Linked DNA regions of Mus musculus: regions 1, 2, 3 and 5 are each linked to region 4. Evidence: chromatin contacts called from public HiChIP or PLAC-seq and Micro-C data. All regions are on one chromosome and are shown on one strand. Each heading gives the region's core, a stretch centred on a gene start, on an enhancer-like site or on the middle of the called end of the contact. The rest is flanking DNA. Distances are from core to core; before and after follow the strand shown.

What was found. A called contact is a pair of places that touch in the nucleus more often than the background predicts. HiChIP or PLAC-seq counts read pairs in DNA pulled down with a chosen protein or histone mark.
Region 1: a FOXA1 HiChIP or PLAC-seq map of pancreatic cancer cells shows a contact between it and region 4. The contact joins two enhancer-like sites. A contact is called at or near these places in 8 of 484 Hi-C or Micro-C datasets (the G1E-ER4 cell line, the HPC-5 cell line, the N1E-115 cell line and 4 more) and 5 of 115 datasets of contacts at active chromatin or transcription factors (bone marrow-derived dendritic cells, a colorectal cancer cell line, embryonic stem cells and 2 more).
Region 2: an HNF4G HiChIP or PLAC-seq map of pancreatic cancer cells shows a contact between it and region 4. The contact joins two enhancer-like sites. A contact is called at or near these places in 2 of 484 Hi-C or Micro-C datasets (the N1E-115 cell line and muscle stem cells) and 1 of 115 datasets of contacts at active chromatin or transcription factors (pancreatic cancer cells).
Region 3: a FOXA1 HiChIP or PLAC-seq map of pancreatic cancer cells shows a contact between it and region 4. The contact joins two enhancer-like sites. A contact is called at or near these places in 10 of 39 promoter capture datasets (the 3T3-L1 cell line, 3T3-L1-derived adipocytes, the HPC-7 cell line and 5 more), 4 of 484 Hi-C or Micro-C datasets (bone marrow-derived macrophages, muscle stem cells, nephron progenitors and 1 more) and 2 of 115 datasets of contacts at active chromatin or transcription factors (microglia and pancreatic cancer cells).
Region 5: a Micro-C map of muscle stem cells shows a contact between it and region 4, with 5 times the contacts expected there. The contact joins the promoter of Bhlhe41 here to the enhancer-like site in region 4. A contact is called at or near these places in 16 of 39 promoter capture datasets (the 3T3-L1 cell line, 3T3-L1-derived adipocytes, the C10 cell line and 10 more), 11 of 484 Hi-C or Micro-C datasets (the HPC-5 cell line, bone marrow-derived macrophages, cochlea and 5 more), 21 of 115 datasets of contacts at active chromatin or transcription factors (the 230-238 cell line, bone marrow-derived dendritic cells, bone marrow-derived macrophages and 16 more) and 7 of 9 other capture datasets (adipose tissue, bone marrow-derived macrophages, embryonic stem cells and 4 more).

The regions. Positions count from the first base shown.
Region 1 is chr6:146,269,899-146,272,598 of GRCm38.p6, forward strand. The region is part of intron 37 of Itpr2 (inositol 1,4,5-triphosphate receptor 2); the gene reads right to left. Among named protein-coding and RNA genes, the nearest start is that of Gm35596, 52 kb to the left of the region's middle. Within about 2 kb of position 1,428, at least 182 of the 459 cell types and tissues checked have an H3K27ac peak or open chromatin away from gene starts, as enhancers often do. A contact at or near this core is called in muscle stem cells and pancreatic cancer cells, where this site is marked.
Region 2 is chr6:145,972,162-145,974,861 of GRCm38.p6, forward strand. The region is part of intron 1 of Gm32838 (a long non-coding RNA gene); the gene reads left to right. It overlaps Gm38928 (a long non-coding RNA gene), which reads right to left. Exons shown (of 3, transcript XR_869599.2): 2 at 2,687-2,700; 3 at 1,770-2,133. Among named protein-coding and RNA genes, the nearest start is that of Gm38928, 4.0 kb to the right of the region's middle. Within about 2 kb of position 1,255, at least 44 of the 459 cell types and tissues checked have an H3K27ac peak or open chromatin away from gene starts, as enhancers often do. A contact at or near this core is called in muscle stem cells and pancreatic cancer cells, where this site is marked.
Region 3 is chr6:145,881,759-145,884,479 of GRCm38.p6, forward strand. No RefSeq gene overlaps it. Among named protein-coding and RNA genes, the nearest start is that of Bhlhe41, 18 kb to the left of the region's middle. Within about 2 kb of position 1,408, at least 64 of the 459 cell types and tissues checked have an H3K27ac peak or open chromatin away from gene starts, as enhancers often do. A contact at or near this core is called in pancreatic cancer cells, where this site is marked.
Region 4 is chr6:146,110,231-146,112,930 of GRCm38.p6, forward strand. Itpr2 (inositol 1,4,5-triphosphate receptor 2) reads right to left here. Exons shown (of 57, transcript NM_019923.4): 56 at 2,147-2,308; 57 at 1-1,527. The coding sequence ends at 1,441. Among named protein-coding and RNA genes, the nearest start is that of Gm35768, 33 kb to the right of the region's middle. Within about 2 kb of position 1,436, at least 75 of the 459 cell types and tissues checked have an H3K27ac peak or open chromatin away from gene starts, as enhancers often do. A contact at or near this core is called in cochlea, embryonic fibroblasts, embryonic forebrain and 5 more, where this site is marked.
Region 5 is chr6:145,864,042-145,866,741 of GRCm38.p6, forward strand. Bhlhe41 (basic helix-loop-helix family, member e41) reads right to left here and starts at 1,379. Exons shown (of 5, transcript NM_024469.2): 1 at 1,165-1,379; 2 at 956-1,019; 3 at 535-642; 4 at 90-201. The coding sequence starts at 1,226.

The DNA of each region.
Region 1 (2,700 bases), core at 178-2,677, 160 kb after region 4:
CCCTGCTACCCTTTGGTCCAGTGGAACGATCATGCCTCCTACAAACATGCATTCTGCTGACAGGAAAGTAAATCACACACGTGTGTCGAATGTCCCGCCTAAGTCAGATCATCTATGAAAGAGCTGATTGTTATAATCTCATTTTGAGTGTGTTAGAAAACAACACGCAGAATCCACATATGTACGATAAGGTTGGAATAAAAATGGGGATTTCAACAAACTCCCATCCGGAGGTTTTAACGAATAAGAGAAAAATAAAAAGACCTTTTGCAAGAGGGAAAAAAATGAACAACATTGGTTTTGTTACAGTTTAAGAGGAACCTACCCAAAATCACAGAACTGAACAGCTAATCCCTGTTGACACAGCAGAGTGGACTGAGTCTGGGCTTCAGGGCCTTTGATTTCTACTCACAGCCATTAGCATCGGTCTGACTGCTGAAATCCTGCAGGCAGGAAGCCAGAGGCGGTCAGGAGAGCTGAGCCCAAGTTGGCTGTATTCTGGGTTCTCTGTGAGGCCCCAGGGAAGATAAATGAACCCTCAGCCTCTCTCCCTACACCGACCGACCGCTGCCTTCCTGCAGACTCCAGATCTCCTTCTGAGAGATGCAATCTGAAGTCTCAGCCATATAATAAGGGTGAATTTCTGACTGGTCCCAATTCCACAACTCTCACAAAGAAAGTAAAATCTGCCCAAAGTTTCTAACTTCAGATAACCTTCTAGGTTATCTGAAGAGCCGGAAAGATGGCCCCACAAGGACAAAGGCCCCAAGGGTCTGGCACCCTCCACGGCCCATGTGGATACCTGCATATGCAGATGCACATACACAAACAAAGATAAAATAAAAATCTTTTAAAAAGAAAAGTCCACTTGAACTCATAATTTAATTTTTTCTCACTAATGTTCCTTAAAATTTGCAAATTTCCTTTTTCCTTCATAGACCACGCATTGGGGGAAAATACTGGTTGCTACCTACACAAATTCCCAAAAATAATGTCCAGTATGTTACTTTTGTAGTAGTAGTAGGAATAGTTGTTGTTGTTGTTGCATTAATTGCTGAATCATCATAAAAATATTTTTAAGTGATGTGGGACAAGTTTTTCTAGTGAGGAGGACTGAGTTGCTTCCCTCCACTTCATTATTTGTCCGTATTACATAATACTTAATTTTCTCTCTTCAGGAGCATAATGAGATACAGACAGACAGACAGCAAATGTCCTTGCTGGAATTAGTGTGCACACTCATCAGTTATGTGCAGCCGATCAACATCTGCTTTCTAGTACAGAGCGGCCAAAGCTTCTCTCACGCAGACTCACGGATCCTTCAGAGCAACTGAATTTCAGGCAATGGCATTGCACAGCACGTGACTTGTCTCCAGTGAAGCACAGCGCCAGACACTGCAGGAGTTACATAACCACAGGCTGCTGCTGGCAGAGCCGCCTCAGTGGCTCAGCCGTCCGTGTCTCCTCCAACCACACCCTGCAGCTCTGATATGCAGTGTACACATGTGTTGTCATGTGCCTGGGGACTTTCTTGGCAGTGAACACAAGACACGGTTTCCTGCCTACCAGTAGGGAGAGGTCTTTTTTAAAAGTGATCACACTGTATACAGATCATATCAGGACAGAAGTCACCACAAGCCACAGCAAAAGCAGGTGTCAAATGTACACTGTACAACTCTCCCCCTGCCCTTTCAAATAAACTTTTAGATTGTGGCTACATTGGGATAATTTATTTAAGATGTTATAGTAAGTATAACCAATTGTCAATCATAAGTGTTTCTCCAAATGTGAGCCCCAAGGAACAACTAACTCCAGACACACATGGTTTGTTCCCAGCGCTTGGACAGAACACGCACTATCATGAGATATCATGAGTATATCTAGTTTCCTGGTGATGCTACTCTGTTAACGCTGAGCTCACATGAGTGTGGTGAATGTGACTGAGCATCTACGCACCCCCAGGCCTTCTCTTATGCTAATGCTGGGCCCTAGTGAAAAAGCACTGAATGCCAAATGGACACCTATCCTTTTCTGTATTCGAATTCTCATTCTAAAAAAAAAGTCTATCTACATACAAAGATCCTGAACCCAGGTATAAAGCAATCAATGTGTGCCTGCTATTTTCAAAAACAAGAGCTTGGCAGGCAACCTGCGATGGTATGAACTTGACACATGAAGAGAAAGCAGAGACTACCCACAAACACACAGAAGAAGTGACAAACATGTGTTTTTCAGGATTCCAAGATGCACCTATGTCTTTATTAAATACCAAAGTAATACCGAAGGAAGCGATTTAATATTACAGTAGCTAAAATTAAACAGGGGAAGAGTTGTTTAAAATAACACCAATGACTAGAATTCTGAATAAAACCTGAACTAGATTTAGGTAGAAACAGTTTTGATCTCACCTGGCTTGAATATTTAAAATTATATAGTGAGAATTCAAAGTATCAATGAGAAGAAATGAAAACATTTATATAATTTAAAGGTTTGTACTCAGCTACTCCAAGAGACATCATTTATGGAACAGTGACGCCTACTGGTAACTTGTGATATTGCATCTCAATTGTAGCCCTGCTCTATGGTCTGCCCACTGACATCTAAGGAGGCAGGGAGGCCATATACACAGGTGTTGAAGTTGGAGCAACCAAAATATGTTATAGACACTCAGAAGTATGTCACAAATAATGCTATTAGTTT
Region 2 (2,700 bases), core at 5-2,504, 140 kb before region 4:
CTGTAAATCTTGTGTGTGTGTGTGTGTGTGTGTGTGTGTGTGTGTGTGGTGTGATTGTGTGTTCTTAGTCTGTTCCCTTAGTGCTCCCTGGCCAATACAGTGATGATGGCGTGGTGAAGAGATCTGTGGTAACCATCTACATGTTGAAATCACAGACACAGCAGGAAGCCAGAGAAGCCCTGTTAACTCCTGAAGGCCATAGTAACACTCACCACCACAGCTAGTTTCTGTCTTCTGACGTGGATAACCAAGGCAACTCCTCTCTCTGTTCCCTGAAAACACTGCGTGGAATTCTGATGATTTGTCTTGTGTTCCTAACTCAGACATGCTTTCTAATCAGTGAAGAAAGTGAACCAATGCTTCCAAGCCCTGGCATCTGGAAGGCCCGAGGCTCAGTGCCCTTGGGAAGCCATGCCGCACCAAATGTGCAGAGGCTGTTTGTTAGATAAGCACTCCAAAGGCCTTTCAGGGAGTCTAGGGACAGCTGCATGGAAGGACATCCTGCCGCCTCTGCTCTGGAGACCTGGGAGATCTGTGAAACATTTGCATGGATTATATGGGCCTTTGTCTTCAAACCCAGCTGGGAGTATTATGGTTTGGATGTGAAATGTTGCCCATAGGCTCAGGTGTTGAAACACTTGGTCTCAGTTGGTAATGCTGTTTTTTTTTTTGGGGGGGGGGTGGATTGTGGAACTGTGGGAGGTACAGCCTCTCTGAAGGAAGTGGGTCATGGGGAGACTTCATAAGCATGCCCCACTCTTGAGTCCCGACTCCTGAGTTAGTGTGACCATCTGTCTCATGTTCTGGTTACCTTGCCTTCCCTCCCTGTCGACTCTCTCCCTACCTGAAGCATGAGTCAACGCGCATTCTCCAGTGTTTAGTCACACTTGTCTGTTGTTCTGTCACAGCGACAGGAAATGAACTAATACACAGTCGCCCTCTTCTTATTCACTGTTGTTGCTGTCCCAGGACCTTGTACAGCAGTGGTAACTCAGACCCCATAGTGGGGCAGCTCTTTGTAAAAGCCCTACTAAGGACCTTTCTGGGCAAACCATCACTCCTGGGCTTTGCAGTCTCCCATCTAGACAGTCAAGACGGCCCTGGAGTCCCAGAGACCCTTTCTAAAGCATTGCTTAAAGCTACACTGCCTTCCCTGAGCACTATGGTTTGTAGCAAGAGGCAAACTATACCAGTCCTGTCTGTCAGAATCTAAATGTGGAGGGTTGTGCATTTACATCCTGTAGACTCCAAGGAGCTAAAACAGATCCGCTGTAGACTTGCAGAACGCTTGTAAATTAAAAATAGACACTAACACATCACTGTATAGCAATGGAGGGAAGAAGCCATTGCTTTCAGGGGAAGTCTCATGGCTCTGACCTGACCGTGAGCAAACAGCAAAAGGTCAAAGGGCATACCACACCATTACCACTCCAAAGCTCTGCCCCTCCCACACCAAGAGAGCTTTCTGCCTCTGTTTTTCTTTCAAAACCAGACTATAGAGGAGGATCCATGGAGGGTCTGTGGCACGAAAACCCTTAGATACCCGCACACAAGCATTTCATGCCTGTTTCTCCCAGAACACAGCAGCAGTTTCTGATTGAGAGAGTTTGGAAGGGTCTGTCAGGTTCCCCTCCTCCCTCCTCCTACCCCTGTTTATGTTGCAGCACGCCACCCATGCCTCTCATCAACATCTTCAAAGAAGGAAGGTTTATTTTAATTTCTGATTTCAGTGATGGTGGATGCCACAGCCAACTCTGTCAGTTCTGGTCCCGGGCTGAAGCTCAGCATCATGGTTGTCATGGTTGCAGGATAAGGTGGCAGGAAGCAAGGAAGTAGGGTGTGGAAAAGGCCAGGGTGGGATCTAGTCCCCAAGAACACACCGTTCACGGACTCACTTTCTCCAAGGGGCCCTGCCTCCTGCTCCCCAATCCCTTACATACATCACACTGTGAACCTGTTAAGGCCTCAGCTCGTTGATTGGGTCAGAGATCCTAGGACCCAATCACATGCCCAAGTCCATCAGCTGGCAATCAAGCTTGACCACAGGCCTGTGGATGGTCTTCATGGTCACACCATAACAGAAGGCCACACGAAGGAACGAGTGTGATACTTCCACGGGGCACTCAGGATTTCCTGGAGGGGTCACAAATTGCTTGGTGAGAGGGGTTTCTGTTGAGGGTCTAATGAAATTACTGGATTTTAATACATATATTTTAGAGACAATGTTTTTCTTTTTTACACCCCCATTTATATATGAGGGGTATAGCTGGGACCTGGACATAAAACAAAAGAGATTTTTTTTTTAAAGTTTGGGTCTTGCTACTAATATTCTCTCTCTCTCTCTCTCTCTCTCTCTCTCTATATATATATATATATATATATATATATATATATATTTGATTTGAGGGGAAAAACACAAAACAAAACCAAAAGGAAATATTATTATAATCTCTTTAGCAAATTCCTATACCACTTTTCTTAACGGGAGAAAGATACTTCGCAATCTGATATCGAGGCTGTAAAGCAAGAAGACTCTTACCCTGACACGTTTATTTTACACGAGATCAAACAGGAGAAAGTGGAGATTGTCTGCCCAGGGTCATCCAGCTTCAACCTTACCCTGCTTACCCAGTGTAGACTTATGCTAAAATCTGCCATGATTTTCCTTTCCTTTATTTTACTTTACCTTGGGAATTTAAA
Region 3 (2,721 bases), core at 158-2,657, 230 kb before region 4:
AGTCTGAAAGATGTGTAGAAAACACATACAGTGATGTGCAATAATAAAATATGCATTGCTCACATAAATTCCATGAAGCTGATTAATTCTCAGTGAATGGTTTTATTGATTTCTGCTGACCCTGTATCCTTTGCCAGCCTACAGTTGCAATTAATTCATAAATGTAATTCCAACATGAAAGTTGGTTGAGACTTTTGTTTATTTTAGTGATTAAGGTGAAAGTACTACGGAGAAAAGACTTTTTAAAATAACCTTAGTCATTTGTTAAATACAGGAGCAATTAGTAACAACTCTCACACAATGGGAAATGGTTTTTCTGCTTTCTTGTGTGTTACTCACAATGCAAAGTTCCGATGCGACACAGTGCTAAGTACAATCAACATGACACATGATTTCTCTGGCCTAATAACCAAGAAAACCAACCCCTGAAGTTTCTGCCAATTTTCATAGTGTAAATACTTGCAAGAGACTCTCTACCAACAATGTATCAGTGAAAGTGGAGGTGGGGGATTACAGGCAGGGAGGAAGCAGAAGAGACACTTCCTTGGCTTGGTGTGGAATTTACCTGATCGTCATCAGCTACAAGAGTTAGAAACACCTGGAGTGCTGGCTTGTGAAATGCAGGGTATGATATTGAATGGACTTTACAGCACAATTCTCTGATTTGGACAAATGTTGAATGAGGGTAATATTGTCACCTGGAGGCTGAGACTGCGTGAAGATCAGCCTAGGCCTCCAGGCTCTGAGGCAGGAACAACTGAAACCAACAGAACAAAAGAAACCCAAGAGCTCCCAGCAGCTAAACTAGGGGAGCTACACCACCGAGGCCACAGTGATCCTTCTTGTGAGGTGAGAGATGGGCTTTATTCTCTCTCATTGGCCCTGTGGCATTGAGACCCAGGACCTCTGAAATGTAGCTCTCCTCCTGTGTAGTGTCTCAAGCACAGAGGTGTTTCCCCTGTTCTGTAGCAACACAAAGCAGGAGCAGACGGAAGCGAGCCTTATTGACTCCTGACTCTTGAAGACAGACCGGAGCCCAGTAAATATTTGTAGAAAGACTAGATGACCTCACAGAATGGGGCTACTGTTTGTGGTGGAGTAGCTTTTAATTTCTACATGACTAAATTTTTACTCTGTGATCATATATTAATATATTATCAAATTTGAATGGGTATGCTACTAATAGTCTAAATACTCACTAAAACTACGTCTTAGAGCCAGATGTGCTGCTGTGAACCTGGGATCCCATACTTGGAAGGCTGAGGAAGAGGGTCATTCACAGATAATCACTTCTGTAGCACCACACCAAGACACTTTCATCTATCGTTTCAGCTAATGTATACTGGTGTAACTTTTAGTGACCCACCTACTCTCTGTTTCTGTGGAGTTACCCATTTGGATATCTCATGTGCACAGAACCATGTGAGTCATTGCTCTCTACAGTTGAGTTCATTTCCTGTTTTCAGGGTTAATCCTTGCAATAGCATACAATATTTTACTAGTTTTTTTTTTTTTACTGCTAAACCACATTGCATTGCATGACTATGGCACTTTTATTTGCCCACTTAGCAGTTGATAGAATCCAGGGCATGTTCTTTTTTTTTTTTTTTTTCATTTTTTATTAGGTATTTAGCTCATTTACATTTCCAATGCTATATCAAAAGTCCCCCATACCCACCCACCCCCACTCCCCTACCCACCCACTCCCCCTTTTTGGCCCTGGCGTTCCCCTGTACTGGGGCATATAAAGTTTGCGTGTCCAATGGGCCTCTCTTTCCAGTGATGGCCGACTAGGCCATCTTTTGATACATATGCAGCTAGAGTCAAGAGCTCCGGGGTACTGGTTAGTTCATAATGTTGTTCCACCTATAGGGTTGCAGATCCCTTTAGCTCCTTGGGTACTTTCTCTAGCTCCTCCATTGGGAGCCCTGTGATCCATCCATTAGCTGACTGTGAGCATCCACTTCTGTGTTTGCTAGCCAGGGCATGTTCTTTTGAGCGCTCATGAATGACATTCTGAGCACCAGGCATGAGGCTGTGTGCACTTGCTTTCAGTTCTCTAGGATGTGGGCTGGGGCAGATGCTAGTTACATAGTAACTGAGGGACAGACAGCTTTGCGAAAGGGCTTCAGCCCCCACTGCATTCTTGCCAGAAGTGTATGAAGGTTCCGTTTCCACCACATGGTCAGGGAAGTTACCAGCCACAGAAAGGTGTGATGAATGTTAAATCGACTTCTCAGTAAGTGTAAACCTTTTAGGATTTGACCAAAAATTTGTATTCAAAGGCATAGTTTTAGTTACAACCTTATAAATCTAAATGGTTTGTAAGAATAAAACTTCCAAGTGTAAGACTAAAACTTCCAGGCTTTACCATGCAACCAAGAGCACAGAGCAAGGATCTCAGGCTGGAAGGGTTTAACTGTCTTTCTTAGGGTGCTCCTAAAACTTGAAGTAAATTTACAGTACATGTTGTGGGGGTACACTCTTGTTATCCCAGTACTTGGGAGATACAGGCAAAGGGATCAGGTGTTCAGGGCCAGTCTTAGCTACAGGAGACCCATGTCAACAAAAACAAACAAAACAAAGTAACAAGTGGCTGTTGGGGTGGAGGGGGGTGTCTTAATTCTGAAGGTTTCTGGAAGCAGTAATGCTTGAGCACTGGTTCAGTCAAGAAATCTTGTAACAAAAATAAAAAAACAATATGTAGCATAGAGGCTGTGA
Region 4 (2,700 bases), core at 186-2,685:
TCCAAGGCTACACCTATGAAATTAGAAGGTAAGCCATTCAGGTTCCTGCCTGTACAGTGGGGTTCATATACATCCAGTGTTTAATTTATTTTTGCTTTTACTTTTTAGGAGCTAACAGCTAAAACTGTATTGAAATGCCATAAAGCTTTAAAAGTTGTTGTAACAAGCCCTACCTGGCCCTTGGTGGCTGAGAGCTTAAAGGATCTAGAGACCAGAGGGTCTCTGGTTCAGCATGTGGTGTCTTGGCTGGTGGCCCCTCACCACAAGACCACCTCACACTTTCATTATTTGTCTGCCTCTGACACCTCGAAGAGTCTCCAAGAGAAATCCCTCCTTCCAGGCTATTTTTTCCCCTTGACAAGTTCTGGTTGTATGACTCAACGTGAAAACAGTTTGGGGGAAGGAATTATGAGCTGCCTACGTCTTGAAAAGCTGTTACTCTAATAGTCTTAAATAGGCCATTGAAATGTTGTTGTGTATTTTTATGTAGTCAATACAATTCTTAGACTTCTCTCCCACAGCTGCAGGGACTGCATTCAGGTCCTCAGGCACCACAGATATAAGCCAACCTGCTTTTAAAAGGCAAGGCCATCGGAGTGTTTGCGTCACCCCCGAGATTTCCTTTCAATGCCTATATATTTTAGTAGCATAGGCACTCAAAACATTACTTCCTGGGCCTTATGGTTAAGCTTCCCTTCTCCAGGTCTTTAACATCTTAGCACGCACGTGACTTTAAGCACACTCTTAGCCAGTTCTAAGAAAGCTTCTCATTGCACAGGCCCGCACAGAGTCCTGGAGACAGCCACCCTGATCCAGTTATGTTTTTCAGTGTGTGGGGTATGAACTCTGAAGCACTGAGGGGCAGTGCTCTGAGCCCATTGTGTCTCGTGCCAAGAAGAAAATGTCCAGCTAACACGTAAGGTTCAGAAGTTTAATGACATCTTTTCAATTCTCCTTTTTAATCTTTTAAATTTTTTTTTTCTTAGTCAGACTTAGCCAGCAGAGTGTGGCTTCCTGTCTCGATGACCTGAGTGCCACAATTCGAACAAATTCCAACCAGCCATGACGGAGGCTGCAGTCAGCGTGTGAGACAAATCCAAGGCCTATCGATCAAGCAGGGGGAGGTCTGCTGCTCCACACCAGACTCTCCCACCCCCAACAGCCCCTCAGGCTGGCTACTTCCTGCCCCACCGAGAGAGTCTGTGCCCTATGCGTTTTTTTTTTTCTTTTTTCTTTTTTTCTTTTTTTCTCTAAGCTTGAATCTTCTCAAGCGTGCAAACACAGTTACGGATTGTTCTGGGAGCTAAATGGCTCAGCATCTTGGCACTTGGTTGTTTTTAGCTTTTCAACAATAGCCACTGTTCGCTCCCCTCCATCTCCATCCCTCTGTGATGAGGCAGGCATCCGATGAAAGGCTGGTCACGGCGTGCCCCCATGGTGTCAGTGCGGTGGCATGTGATGGTTCACATGGGGTGTGTTTGATCCAAGAAAGCCCAGCCTTTGCTTGTTTTTCCTTTGTTCTGTCATCTGGGGAGAGAGAGAGCGTGTTCAGCTGGCTTTCTCAGTTCTTCCCCAGTACCTGCCGGCCACTGAGGTCTTGTTTTCTTTCCCAAGAGCCCACTGTCTGGTTCCACATATGATAACCACAAAAGAAATTATTTTGAAAACTAAATTACCATAAACAGAGGTAGTGAGAAAGAGCAACCATTGTCTCTGTGGTTAGGAAACGGATCTGTTGTGTTCTTATCACCGTTGCTGTAAGCATTTAACGGCTACCAAGGGGCCTGGTGATATTCTGTTTTATGAGTGTTAAGGACCGTCATATGATAGAGGGTTGATCGGGATGTTACAGTGGCAGCCATTAGGAACACCTGCCTTTCCAATGAGCTTGGCTATCTGAAGCCTGGCAGGATAAAATCTATCACCAAGAGCAAAGGGCTCCCTCCCTGTCTTTCCACAGGGTGAAAAATGCTTGCAGGGGTTGTGGGGGAGCACCTGCTTGCTGAGATGCCACCACACTGCAAGGCATACTTGGGGAGGTTTCTTTCCTGGAGTCTCTGGGTCCCCTTGCTCACAGAGGTAAATGGCTCGAGCCTCCCTACATCCATCACCCCCCTCCCCACTCCCTTCCCCTGAGCCTGCTGACCTGCTCCTTCAGCTCTGCCAGCTGCCCTGACAGCTGCTTCACCAGACTCATCGTAGACTCCAGCTTCTCCTGCAGGTTCCGGATCTCATTTTGCTCACTGTCACCTTCGTTGCTGACAAGTGACATGGCTCGCATCCGAGGAAACCAGTCCAAATTCTTCTCCTAGGAGGAAAATAAATGCGCAGGAACCAGATAGTGAGTGTGAGAGGGAGCTGGAGGAACCACAAAGAATGTTTCCACGTATGACTGTTGGGATTTAAATCAGTGTCTCAATTAATCCCAGCAGTCTGGAAGCAGGAGGATTGCTTGGACTTCAAGGTGAATTTCAGGCCAGCCTGGGCTAGATAGCAGGATTGTCTCAGAGGAAAAAACAAAACAAAATCTCTCTAAGTATATATACCAAAAGGTCCCTCTCTGGCTAGAGGCAGAAAGAGGCAGGATTGGAGTCAAGGGGTTAAGACTCTGGTCCTCATGGCCTAAGAAAGACCTTGTCAACAATGACTTCCTCCAGGGTCCCAGATGGTCCTTGATGAAGCAGGCATCCAGTGATTCTG
Region 5 (2,700 bases), core at 129-2,628, 250 kb before region 4:
AGAGGACGCAGCGGGGGAGTCCTAGCGTTGCGCCCCCAGCGTTACCCCCTTTTGTATCAGGGCAGGCTGGCTTCCTCAGACCCACTTACCATTCTGTAAAGCAATTATCTTCTGATGCTGCTGCTCAGTTAAGGCTGTTAGCGCTTTCAAGTGCTTTAAAGTTAATTCCAAGACTACTGCTTTCTCCAAATGCCCCAGTGTCTGCAGTGGTGCGACAAAGGGGGACAGGGGTTACTTTAAAACACGCATTTTTATTTCCACGCAGCCCAGCAACTTAAGACAGGCACACACACACACACACACACACACACACACCACTGGGAAGGAAGCGCTGCTCAGCTCCCCACAGTCAGGTCGTCAATGATCTCTGCCATTAGCCCGGAGCCCCTGTTCTGAGTCTCTGGGAAACTCTTAGTTACAGCACAAGTTAGAAGGCAGGCCTCTTAATATTTACATTTATTATCCTATCTCTGGGAATTTTATCAGGTAAATACACCCCGGAGTCCATCAGGAGAATGAAAATGTGCATCTTACTGTCAATTTCAGATGTTCGGGCAGTAAATCTTTCAGCTGAGCAATGCATTCATTAATTCGGTCTCGTCTCTTCTTTTCTATTAATCTGTGCGGTAACTTGTAGGTATCCTTCATACACGAGCCAGAGAAAAGATACAGCAGTGAGCTAAACATTCATTCACTTACTGGATAGAACCCTCCCACCCCAACCCCCAAACACACTATGTAATGAACTAATGCCCAGAACTCTCTCCTCTAGACTTCTAAAATGCAATTTAAATTCAGGTGCGGTGTTGAATATCCCCCGGAGTATCCAGCAAGCCACTTAAAATTCACAGTTAGGAAAGCTCAGGGCTGGAATATATTTGCGGGCAGAGTTTCCTTGCGAAATCAATGGCCCTAATTAACTATCCAGGCAGGTTATGGGAAACTTAAGACTTACCTTGGTATCGTCTCGCTTCAAGCTCCTTTTGGGTTTACACATATACAAAGAGGAATAGTCCAGTCTGCAAAAACAGAAATCAGCATCAGGCCCCCATTCCGGGAGGGGCTCTGCCCTCACCCGCTCCATATCACTTTGTGCAGGGGATTAAAAAAAAAAAAGCCAAACCGACGCCTAGACAGATATTCGCAACGGTGCGTACACCTTACCCTATAAAATCCCTATGTTCCAGTAACTGTCTCTCTTGCAAATGAGGGATTCCTTCGTCCATGTTCAATGGCTGTCCGTTTCGATTTGGAGGTTTCTGTCCTGTAATCTGTGGGACGGTCGCCTGGAGAGATTTTGGGGGGATGTGTGCGTCTCCAGGCTGTCTCGCTCTCCCTCTTCAGTGCAGTATTGAAAGTGTGAAGCAGTTGGCCGCCCCTCCGCCCCGTGCTCGCTCGCTCGCCCTCTCGCACACCCGCGCGCGCACACCCGCGCGCACACACGCACTGCGCTGGTAGTTTGCTCTCACTCCGGGCAGTGTTTGGCCACAGGGCACGCGCGTCGCCGGCCAGACCAGCACCCAGCTCACGTGCGGAACGTACCATCCGCGGTCCAGCCCGGAGGGGGGCGGGGAGGAGGGGCCGGGAGGGGGCGGGGACACCTGATTGGGGCCACCTGGAAGGAGCGGCCACCCGGCGAGCCGTTCGTCTTCCCCGAGGCGCTGCAGGGCGCGGGGGCGGGGCGGGACGAGGGGCTCCCCCGGCTCGTCCAGCATCTCGGTGCAGAACCGAGGACGTGGCCTTTGGCTTTCCCACCAATTGCTGTTGGTTTGGGCCAGAGAAAGAACGCGAATTCGTGGTGGCTAAACTTGAGCGGGGAAGGAAAATTCGGAGATTTTGCTCATTGTTTACTGGCCAGGGGTGAAAGAAGGGTCGGGTAGAAAGACACCCTTTAGGTCAGGCTGGAGACCTACCCTGAAAAGGGGGTGACTTGCAATTTGCTTCCCGGATTTAAGATCAGTGAAAATGTAGACACTGATTCAGAATGTCGCATACCAAGTGGTTCTGGCAACAGTGTCCCCGGGCCACCTAAACTTCCCGCAGCAGCCGGAATTGCGGTGACACTAATCACACAGAGGCAGATGACGTTTGGGGCCTCGGGTGCTCCCGGGGGAGAGCAGGGAGGGGGAAGGGTGGCACAGGGCAGGAGGCACGCAAGGACTGTTGCGGGAAAGCCACGCAGTCCGGGTCCTGCCCGCCCCAGCCTGCGAGACACTGTGCTGCCTCCCGTCTCCCTCGTGCGATAAGCCACGCCGAGAGTGTGGCGAGCCCACGTTTACTACTGGCACCTCCGCGGCCTCCCTCCTTAATCCTGTCTCCAGCGGGTACCAGCACAGGGCCGGCAACGTGATGCGACCTGCGGCGGCTGCCACATCAGCGCGCAGGGATGCCGTGCGCGCGCCCCGTGTCCTCGGGAGCTCGGTCCACACAGCTGGGGACAGCCGTCCCCAGGTGCTCAGTGTCCCCACAACTCAAGCTAAATAAGAATCTGAATTCCATCCCCGTGGGCAGGGAGACCCCAGGTTGCTCCTACACTAATTTCTCAGAATTGACAATCACGTTCACTCTCGGACATTCGCTATCGCCAGCGGCACGAGAACCGAGAAGGAACCTGGGCCCCAAATGCACGCGCACTGGAGCGCAGCAGGGCCAGGGCAGCGGCGCTTGGGTTCCGGGGACGGATCTGGGTCGCGGGCCAGG